2 separate regions of the Sus scrofa genome follow, and region 1 is linked to region 2. Evidence: chromatin contacts called from public Hi-C data. All regions are on one chromosome and are shown on one strand. Each heading gives the region's core, a stretch centred on a gene start, on an enhancer-like site or on the middle of the called end of the contact. The rest is flanking DNA. Distances are from core to core; before and after follow the strand shown.

The links. Hi-C and Micro-C count contacts between places; a contact is called where the count stands out from the background.
Region 1: a Hi-C map of liver shows a contact between it and region 2, with 11 times the contacts expected there. The contact joins two enhancer-like sites. A contact is called at or near these places in 3 of 47 Hi-C or Micro-C datasets (heart right ventricle, liver and skeletal muscle).

Annotation. Positions count from the first base shown.
Region 1 is chr11:5,823,658-5,828,902 of Sscrofa11.1, reverse strand. No RefSeq gene overlaps it. Among named protein-coding and RNA genes, the nearest start is that of FLT1, 29 kb to the right of the region's middle. Within about 2 kb of position 1,547, at least 14 of the 83 cell types and tissues checked have an H3K27ac peak or open chromatin away from gene starts, as enhancers often do. A contact at or near this core is called in liver and skeletal muscle, where this site is marked.
Region 2 is chr11:5,710,608-5,715,797 of Sscrofa11.1, reverse strand. All of the region lies in intron 10 of FLT1 (vascular endothelial growth factor receptor 1), which reads left to right. Among named protein-coding and RNA genes, the nearest start is that of FLT1, 84 kb to the left of the region's middle. Within about 2 kb of position 1,742, at least 12 of the 83 cell types and tissues checked have an H3K27ac peak or open chromatin away from gene starts, as enhancers often do. A contact at or near this core is called in liver and skeletal muscle, where this site is marked.

The DNA.
Region 1 (5,245 bases), core at 298-2,797, 110 kb before region 2:
TGTACATCAGTCTGCTAAGAATTGTATGTAAGTGACCAGCCCACACTCTCACCACACCCCTCTATCCTCATCTCATTGTCCCTAATCTCATAACATTACATAAGCTTATTCCCTTGGACCCAAAGATTACGGAAGAGTCCAGAGAGGATGCAGGAGTTCCCGGTGTGGTGCAGCAGAAACAAATCCAACTATGAACCACGAGGTTGCGGGTTTGATCCCTGGTCTCACTCAGTGGGTTAAGGATCTGGCATTGCCATGAGCTGTGGTGTAGGTCGCAACCATGGCTTGGATCTGGTGTTGCTGTGGCTGTGGTGTAGGCCAGCGGCTACAGCTCTGATTCGACCCCTAGCCTGGGAACCTCCATATGCTGAGAGTGTGGCCCAAAAAAGACAAAAAAAAAAAAAAAAAAGAAGGTTGCAGTAGGTAATGAGCTCCTGGAGTGGCCCAGGTAAATAATAGGTGTGACAATAACAAATGAAATTGTTTTTTTGGGTCTACTCCTTATTCCAAAGTAATAAATTTCATGTAATGTGATCTGAGCTGTTGGACATATGGGCCTGGAGCTGGACTTCTTAAGAGGTTCTGCTTGGGCTGTGGAGATGAGCATTCTAGACTCTTGCTGAGTGTCTTCAGGATAAGGAGAGAAAAGGCCCAGAAAGTGCCTTAGCACTGACTTTCAGAGGCCTGGACCTCACAGAAGGCAAAAGACTGCTTTGGGTACTCAAACTCCAGGTGGGAGAAAGATGACTCCTTTAGGTGTGCTTTTTTTTGGGGGGGGTGCTGCATCTGCCGGCATGCAGAATTTTCAGGGCCAAGAATGCAGCCCTGGCCACAGCAGTGACCAGAGCCACAGCAGAGTCAATGCTGGATCCTTAACCCACTGAGCCGCCAGGGAACTCCTAGGTATGCTTTTTTTAAACAGACATTTTATGGCACTCGTGGAGCATTTGTAGCTTTCTGGTTTGGATTTTGTTCCCAGCTCAATTTCTCCCCCTCCCACCATGCCCTCACCTCTGCTCTGGCAAGGTGTTTACAAGAAATCAAGATGAGAGGGGGGGCAGGGGAGTTGTCCAGTAGCTGACAGCTCTGACCCTGAGGAGCAAACCTTTGGAAAAGAGTGGCTTCCTCAGGAAATTCTTCTTTGGCTTCTTCTTCCAGACACCCCCCTCCCCCCCATCTCGACCCCTGCTCTAGAAAGGTTTCCTGCAGTGCCCAGGAAACACGCTTCTGGCCCAGAAGGTGACAACTGCCAATCAGTTGAAGGACGGCATTTGCCCTGCGTGTGGTTAATTTTGTTTTTTTCCCATTTCCACGGGCAGAAACCCGCCTCGGGGAGCGCGGGGGGCGGGGCGCTGCGTCGGATTCCTCTGCGGCCAAGGCTTGTTGTTTACTGACCTTCTCCCAGAGTTTTTGTTCAGCCCCGGGGAAGCTGCGCCGCGGCCCCTCAGATGTTATTTATCTTTTCCTGCGAAGGACTTGTGACAGTCCAGGGTGTTGTGTGTCCTGTCCGATTGTTTATCGCCCAGCCCATGCGGTGGCCGGAGCCGCCTCCTCGCCAGCACTTCACGTCCCGAAACCCCGGACTACGTGAGCAGGCGAAGGGCCGAGAGGTTACATTTGGGCGCTGCGATGAACCCGCGTCCTATGGAGCCTGTAGCAACGTGTCCTCAGACAGGGGCTCTGACCCGGCGCACGCAGGTGAAACGAACCCGCCGCGTGTCTGCTCTGCGCCAGTCGCCGCCGCGCCCTCCAGCGGGGGCCGGGCGGGGGCCACCCAGAGGCGCAGCGCCCTGGAGCCAAGCCAGGCGCGCCCGGGGCGCACCAGCCGCTGGCTGCCCCGCGTCGCCAGCGGGTTAGCCCTGCTCGGGAGCTCGGCCCTCGAGGGGCATCCTACGTGAGAGGCTGCCCCTCGGCCTCGCCACGGGTTCCCTCTCGGCTGGGTTCACTGGAGGAGCGGGGTTGGCACCGGGTGGAGATGAGAATTGGGAACGTTCAGTTCCGCAGGTGACCCAGGCCGGTGGAGGGTTGGAAACGAGCCCCGAGGGTGACTTTGGGGGTGAGTTTTGTCTTGCCTGTTCAGTTCTCCTATCCCCTTTTCCCATCTCTATCTTTTCGCATCCGTTTCCTTTTTCTTTTTGGCCCTTGGGAATTTTGGAGGGCTTGGTCTCTCTTGCCATCGGCAGGAGGAGCGCGGGGGAAGCGAAGGCAGGACGGAAAGGGGCAGTGCCCTTCTCTACCAGCCGGACTCTCCTTCCACCACACACTCACACACACACACACACGCACACTTATGGGGAAAGATCAAACGTGCACGGCGGCCGAGGTCTGTTTTCTCAGGCGTCCTTCCCCCATCACACATTGTTAGTGGGACAATGGGCTCCTGTGTCAGTCTTGTTGGCACCAGTTTTGTACGATGCAGGAAACAGCATTTCCTCTCGGCGCTGGAAAATTAACTTGGATCGTGCTTTTCCCTTTTTATTGAGAATCTGCACACACCCCGGGAAACCCGAGCTCCTGGAGAGGGGAAGGAGCGGCAATAGACAGCAATAGACATCCCACCGTCCCGCCCGGGTCCGTCCCCTTCCCGCTCGGCTCTGGGCTCCAGGTCTCTGCCAAAGGAGGAAACTCCCGGCGCTGAACAATAAGATGGGGCTGGATGTCTCAACAGTGACCCTCCCGCTGGGGCTATCAGGACCCGCTGTGCCAAGGCTCACGGCGCTCCTGCGCCGGATCTGTTCCAATCGGAACTTGGCAGGAGGGGACCCCAACTCCGGAGGTGCCAGGGGGCTGCTCCAGTCTGTGCAGGCATGGGCAATGGGTCGAGCAGCCTAGGTGGTCCCCAAATGTGCAAATCTGAACGGCTGCTAGGCCCACAAAAAGTCTAGGAAAGGTGATCCTAGCCCATGGTACTTCTATTCTGGCATTCATCGTACTTGGCCCTGAATTAGTGTTCTGGGCTTTTTGGAGTAATACCAGATGGCGCAGTCAAGGGGGGGGGGGGGTCTCCTCTGTCTGTGCTGATCACTACAAATGTCGCTAAACACCTTGACATTTGTGACTCTCCTTGCTCCCCCTGCCACCAAGTCCCACTGTTCACATACTAACAGCTGGCTGCTGGCCATACCCACGGCCTTTATTAGATGTATACGTAATTTACATGCCATTTTCAACACATTTCATTGTGTAGAGGCACACACTCATAGAACGCATGTACGACGGTATGTGTTTAGTAACTGCAGTCACAACTCCCAGCCTGCTCTCCTCTCCCCTGCCCTTGATAACCGTCTGTCTGGGGAAAAGAAAATGGAAAACTCCATTTCAAATCCATGCTAGGTCTACCTTGGCTTCTCATGAACATCCGTTTGCGACACGCTGTTCCAATTTTTGGTGCGGTGAATTTTTGAAAACGTTATTTCGTATCAAATGGGAAACTCTCAGTTTTTAAAAATAGACTCTTAAAAAGCAGCTTTAGGAGTTCCCGTCGTGGCTCAGTGGTTAATGAATCCGACTAGGAACCATGAGGTTGCGGGTTCGATCCCTGGCCTTGCTCAGTGGGTTAAGGATCTGGCGTTGCCGTGAGCTGTGGTGTAGGTTGCAGACGCAGCTCAGATCCCGAGTTGCTGTGGCTGTGGCGTAGGCCGGTGGCTACAGCTCCATTTCAACCCCTAGCCTGGGAACCTCCATATGCCGAGGGAGCCGCCCAAGAAATGGCAAAAAGACAAAAAAAAAAAAAAAAAAAAAAAAAAAAAGCTTTAGGTTCAGGGCAAAATTGAGCAGCAATTACAAGATTTCCCACCTCACACACCCCCTTGCCCAAACCCGGGGACAGCCTCTCCCATTGTCAACATCCCCCACCAGAGTGGTCCATTTGTTACAATTGATAAACGTACACTGACAAGTCGTTAATCACATATATAGCCCCAGTTTACATGATGGTTCACTCATGGCGTTATACGTTCTTTGGGTCTGGAGGGACATACAATGACCTGGATCCACCATTAGGCAGTTTTGGTGCCCCCCAAACCCTCTTGTAGTCCAGCAATTCATCCTTCTAACTCCTTGCTTCTCGAGGGCATATCCTCAGGCCTAATTGATGTTAAGATCAAAATAGAGAAGTTCAAGAAAGCACTTTGACGACTTTCTCGCCAATGTGAGCAGGGTATGAACAAGAGATATTGGCATCATTGATCTCTCGTTGGCACTGGCTTCTCACACTTGAGGTTTAAATCGGTTCTTTTCCTGACCACACACATCCATCCTGTCCTCCTTCAGCTGCAAGAAGGGAAAGGTCTGTAAAACAGTATTTAAATATTTAAGCCCCACAGGGAAGCTTTAAAAGGCACCCTTGGGACCTTTGTCCTGGGAACACCATGCTCTAATTGCTTTGGTCCTGGTTACTTCAGTTCTTAAGGTCCTCACAGGTGAGCCAGGGATAAAAGCCAAGGCTGTTCAATGCTTCTTGAAGGAATGAATGATCGATCATATTCCATTTTTCATTGACATCTTATTTTATTTATAAGCTTAGGAAAGAGATTATAGCTTGCGGTCTATAGGAATAATTTTGGGGGAGAAATAGATGGAGCAGGCTCAAAGAGGTATACACTGGGCGCATCCTAATTGCTCAACAAACATTCTTTAAAAATGAAAAGTTGGCCTGCTCCCGTGGTTACCCAAGGAGAGGGGATTTGTGGCAGCGGAATGCAAAAACCCCCGTGGTGCTCTTACTTCGCTTCTTAGGAGGGTCCTTGTGGCTTTTGCAAAATGTTGACTGCCCCTGGGAGCCCTGGTGCTGTGCCTTTTTGATGGAGTATGCCACTCTGATTTGACCCTGTGGTAGTTGGTTTTTATCTTTTTGTATATGTGTTCCCATTAGACTGTGAGCCCCTTCAAGGATCACCCTGAATCTTCAGCTCTATCACTGTTTCCTACACCTGGAAATAGATCAACAAATGTCTGGCAGTGGCAATGAGAACAAGCTAGTGACCCATGTGAATGCAGAGGTCAAACGTCAGCATGTAGCAAAAGGAGGTAAGAATATAAAATGGGAAAAAGACAGTCTTTTCAGCAAGTGGTGCTTGGAAAACTGGACTGCTGCATGCAAATCAATGAAACTGGAACACTCCCTCACACCATCCACAAAAATAAACTCAAAATGGCTTAAATATTTAAATGTAAGACAAGACACCAGTAAACTCCTAGAAGAGAACACAGGCAAAACATTCTCAGACATCAACCTTACAAATGT
Region 2 (5,190 bases), core at 493-2,992:
CGCGGCTCGGATCCCGCGTTGCTGTGGCTGTGGGGTAGGTCGGTGGCTACAGCTCTGATTCGACCCCTAGCCTGGGAACCTCCATATGTGGCCAGTTTGGCCCTAAAAAGCAAAAAGAAAAAGAAAGAACGAACGAAACATTCCAGCTGGAATAGACCTTCTAGTATTGGGTTGGTTATTGAACTTGCTAGAAATGATTTATGAAATAAGACCTTCACACCGGATAACTACAGGAGTCTTGGGTACCCTTACAGGCACACAATAGTATAAAATGGGCACTTTCCAGAAAGGCCCAATGAGGGGCTGGACCAACTCAGCTGGTTCTTCAGAGTAACATTTTCCCACATGAGAACCACGCCGAAGAAAACACTACCCGTCTGTGGCTAAAGCGCACCACCCCGCTCTGATTCCACCAGATGCAGCAGTCCATCCGGTGCCAGCTTTCAAGGAAGTGCCAGCGCTGCACTGCAGGGTGGGGGAGGGGAAGGAAAGGCAGGAAGGCTGCAGAAAGTCTGAGAACCAGGATTGTGCAAAGCCAGCACCAAAGGGAAAGCCCGGGTGAGCATGGAGGGTCCCGATCTGTGGGTGCACCCTCTGCGTTGTTGGCCTGTGCTGGATTCGCACGGGTGAGGGGGAGAGGTCAGCAGCCATGGGTGATAGCTGTGCACACAGTGGGCTCGTGGTGCATTCGGGTTGTGTGTCCAGAGACCTGTTTGCCAAATCCCCGGAAGACGCTAACCGTGATGTGCCAAAAGGACTGAAAAAGACAGTCCACAGTGCAGTAATGGTATTTGTGTAGAAAATATGTGGGAAGCCTTTTCCTCCTCTAGAGGAAGAGACACTGTAACAACTTCTGTTCCCACGAGGACAGAAGATGGAGACTCTGTAACATCGGGTGTACAGGTTAGGCGCACAGGTTCTGGAATGAGCCGGCCCTGATTACAGAGTCGCCTCTGCCACTTACCTCGGGTAATTAACGCAACTCCCCTAATTCTCACTTTCCTGGTGGTGGTTAAACAGGGAGTTCTAGTGCCTACTTTCTAGGATGTACAGAGGAAAGCAATACTGTGCCTGAATCCTTTAGCACAGTACTGAGGGCCCAGAAAACAGGACCTCCTTGTCCTGTGATATCCCACTGCGTCCTTAACTTAGTTCGCCCTAGGCTCCTCTGCTGGGAGCAGCAGTCAATGTTGTCAAGACGGTAAGTGCATCTCAGCCTGGACTTTGCCTTTCTCTGTGGCCCCCAACCGCCTCTATCCATCTTTGGTCCCAGAGAAGCCAAGTATTTATGAGTTTTGAAGGGAACAGGGCAAATCCATCAGACTGCAGGAGAAACCCGGCCCATGGAGGCCAGTGACGTCGTGTGCATCGATGGAGGGGGTGCCTCCCCCACTGGGAGTGGAACAGAGCAGCTGGTAACTTGGACCAGAGAGGGGGGCGGGGCCAAAGGTGTCTCCGCCTTGGGCGTGAAGCAGACCCACGTGTCCCCTAGCGGGGCCCAGCTCCGTGGGTTGGAAACATCATTGGCTGCTGTCTTTCCATCTCTTTCTATCCACCTCTGGTCCCGAGCGCGCTTGTTTCAATGCCAGGGCAGTCGACGGGATGACACGGAGTACACGCTTACCCCGGAAATTGTTTTTTCCCCTCTCCGGGGTTATAAATATCTCCGCGCTGTTGCGCTTGGCGTGCTGTGTGCACATGGAGGTCGGAGTCCTAGAGCTCGGAGCACGGAGGGGACGGCGTGGAGCTGAGGCTGATAACGCTGGCCTTGTCCAGAGCGGTGCCTGGGAGCTTTCTTATCTCCCTCTGGCAGGAGGCGTGGAGAGCTTCCTGTGCGAAATCAGGGCGAACGCTGCTTTCCTCTTGTTGTTCGGCTTCCTCCCCCCTCAAGACGGTTCCCAGCACAGCGATTATCTTTGCATCTTCAAACATGGCACAATCTATTTCCTTGATGTATTCTTAAGGCTGAGGCCAACTCTTACCCCCCCCCCCCATCTCTTTTCAAGTGCTGTTATATAGTCAGCCTCCTAAGTGACATTCTATTTTTATGGGTCCAATGACAAAGAGGGAGAATAAGGGTTCCGACGCAGAACGCAGCCAAGGGATCAGTCCTGGTCATTTGGACGGCCCTGCAGTAAGTCTAGCGTAGAGTTTCCATACCAGGGCTTGTGCCTGCAGCCTCCGTCCTTGGGGGGCTGGGTGGGGGCGGGGGAAGGGCAGAGAGGTTGGCAGCCTTGGTGAACTTTGGGCAGCCGACTGCCTTTCCCTCGGGAAATGCCGAGACTTGCTTTACTCTAACATATTTCTTTGCATTTCTGACAATCACGAGTATGAAATTAAGGCCTCCCTTACCTTTTTTACTTCTTTGGGCGGGGGCTGGAAGGATGACTTGAAAGGCCTCTCTTTCAGATATAAGAATGTTGGATGCACAATACCAAATACAACGCACATGGCTACGGGGTGTGTACACATGTATATACGCATTACATACACATATGGACATATATGCATTGCATGTACATAGACATATGTGATGTGCCCCCCATACAGTGTGAAGGAACTGGGAGCCAAAGGTAGGTCAGGGTATAGATGTTGTGAAAAATTGGGTAAAATGACTTACATCATGACATTAAAACTTTATCATGAAATTAAAATGATAAAGTATGTCATTTCCCTTTGGTTCAGTTTCTTCTGATCTGTGAGTTAAAATGTTCACCTGTTTTACCTGATGATTATAAGGAATAGTTAGTCAGAAATCACAGAAATTCCTTAAGGAATGATCTGTTCTTATTCTTATTTTAAATCTTATAAGCTAACTGTGAAAGCAAACATTTAAGTATTTGGAAGAGTTCTCTCGTGGTGTAGCAGGTTAAGGACCTGGCATTGTCACTGAAGTGGCTTGGGGTCACTGCTGTGGCACAGGTTCGACCCCTGGCCCAGGGAAGTTCCATATACTGTGGGCACAGCCAAAAGAAAAAAAAGTTTTTGGAGAAATTTGACATATGGGCCAGGTACAAACAACACCGTGGAATTATTGCTAATTCTATTAGGTGTGATCATGGCGGTGTTCTTGCATTAGAAAATGTGCCTAATTTTCAGACATAGGCACGAAAATATGTAGGCCTAAAACGACACGCCGTCTGGGATTTGCCTGAAAATATTTCACAAAAGGAAAACATTAAGTAAGGCCTCAATGAAACAACTGTGGCAAAAATCTTAGTAATTTATTAAGTCCAGGTGAGGCATATATGGGAGCTTATGAAACCATGTCTCTCCTCATCAATATGTTTGAAAATAATGAACAGTTAAGACCAATGAGAATCAGAGCTGTAGCCACTGGCCTACACGAGCCACTCCAGATCCGAGCCGCGTCTGCGACCTGCAGCACAGCTCATGGCCATGCCGGATCCTTAACCCACTGGATCGAACCTGCATCCTCATGGATACTAGTCAAATTTGTTTCCACTGAGCCACAATGGAAACTCCTAAAAATTGAGCTTTAAAAAGTCCCTTCTGGTTTGAAAATCTCCAGAATCTGCCCAAGACATATACACACCAGCGCCCAGCCAGCTGTCTGCTCACCACAAATGCTACTCCAGAGGGAAAATATGAAATGACTCAGTGAAAAGGTCACCATGCAAATGACCATAAAAATTACCACTTGCCTGCATGTAAGGCCTGGCTCTTGAGGCTGGGAGGTAGGAGGAAAGGATGCATCTGGACGAGAGACACCAGAGTGAACAGCATCCATTGGTTTGTGATCAGAAAGTGACAAAGGTGGCGGGTGGCTGCAGACACTGAAGCCAGTTCTACCGACACTAGTGGCCTCGCCCTCCCGGGGCTGCAGAGAAACGCAGACCTTGGGAGCCCATAGATGCTTTTTTGAGGCACACAAAATAGCTCTTTGTATATTTGCATCGTGTGCCAAACAAATCCATATTTAAATCTCAAAAGGCTGCTTTCAAGGACTCCGTGTTCGTTTTTGTCATAAAGGATAGAAAGGCAAAGCACTGGCTGAGCCCCTGAGCTGGAAGCAGTGCGGTTCGAGCCAGGCTCTGGGCAGTTCTCTTCCTGTTGGGGCAGGTCATGCAAAGAGAAGTCACAGCACAAAGTAAGGTGCTCTAGCTACGGGCTCCCTGCGTGGCTGTGATCAGCTGCTTGGAGAAGGTCGGGCTGCAGGTGGGGAGGGGTGTCTAGGCAGTGGTGACTGGTGCGTAAGGATAAGGAAGCAGGTGTCTATACCCTGGGATGCGGGAAGGCAGTCCCCAGCTCTTCTATGGTGTCTTTAATTAACAAAACCTCTCCCAGGGAATTCAGTTATTTAATGCTTGTGTGGTTCTGTGAGATCAACACGGCAGGTATCATTTTATCCTTTTTCAGAGGAGAACACTGTCAAACAGGTAGAAGGCAGGTCTGGACTAGGACGCGGGTCTTTGCAGGAGCTGAAGCACACCACTGGCCGGGGAGAAAGGGTGGCCGTAGCAGTCAGGGTGAAGGGCAGCTGGGGATGGACCGTGGATGGCCTTGCCTGTCAGTCCCGGAAGCCTGGGCTTTCTTCAGTACAGGTGTGGAAGCTTTTGGAGCAGAGGATTCCACTGGAACCCAAAATGCTCAGGGGGTTGGTCTGGCAGCCTTTGGTAAGTGCGTCAGCTTAGGAAGCTTAGGAAAAGGCCTACTGAGATACTACTGCACTGCCCGGGCCAGAGTGGATTGAAGTGTCTTTTTTATTGTGTGGATTTGTTTTTTTCTTACTCATGTAGAACCTAGGATGCATGCAAACAAATGATCAGTAGGTATTTACACCCATGATTTGGGGGTAAACTAGATAAGAACAGAAGCTTACAGGTAAGGTGTTTCAAAGAACATGCTTACTATCAGAGGTAGGTTGAGATTTCAGAGTTCCCGTCATGGCTCAGCAGAAACGAATCTGACTAGCCTCCCTGAGGACAAAGATTCGATTCCCAGCCTCACTCAGTGGGTTAAGGATCCAGCGTTGCCATGAGTTGTGGTGTAGGCCAGTGGCTACAGTTCCAATTTGCGCCGCTAGCCTGGGAACCTCCATATATGCCTTGGGTGCGGACCTAAAAAGACAATAAATAAATAATAGATTTCATGGACTTTTAGAAGCCAAAAAGATCTGTAAAGATAAACTGCAGCACATTTATTTTATAATTAAACACCTGAGGCCTG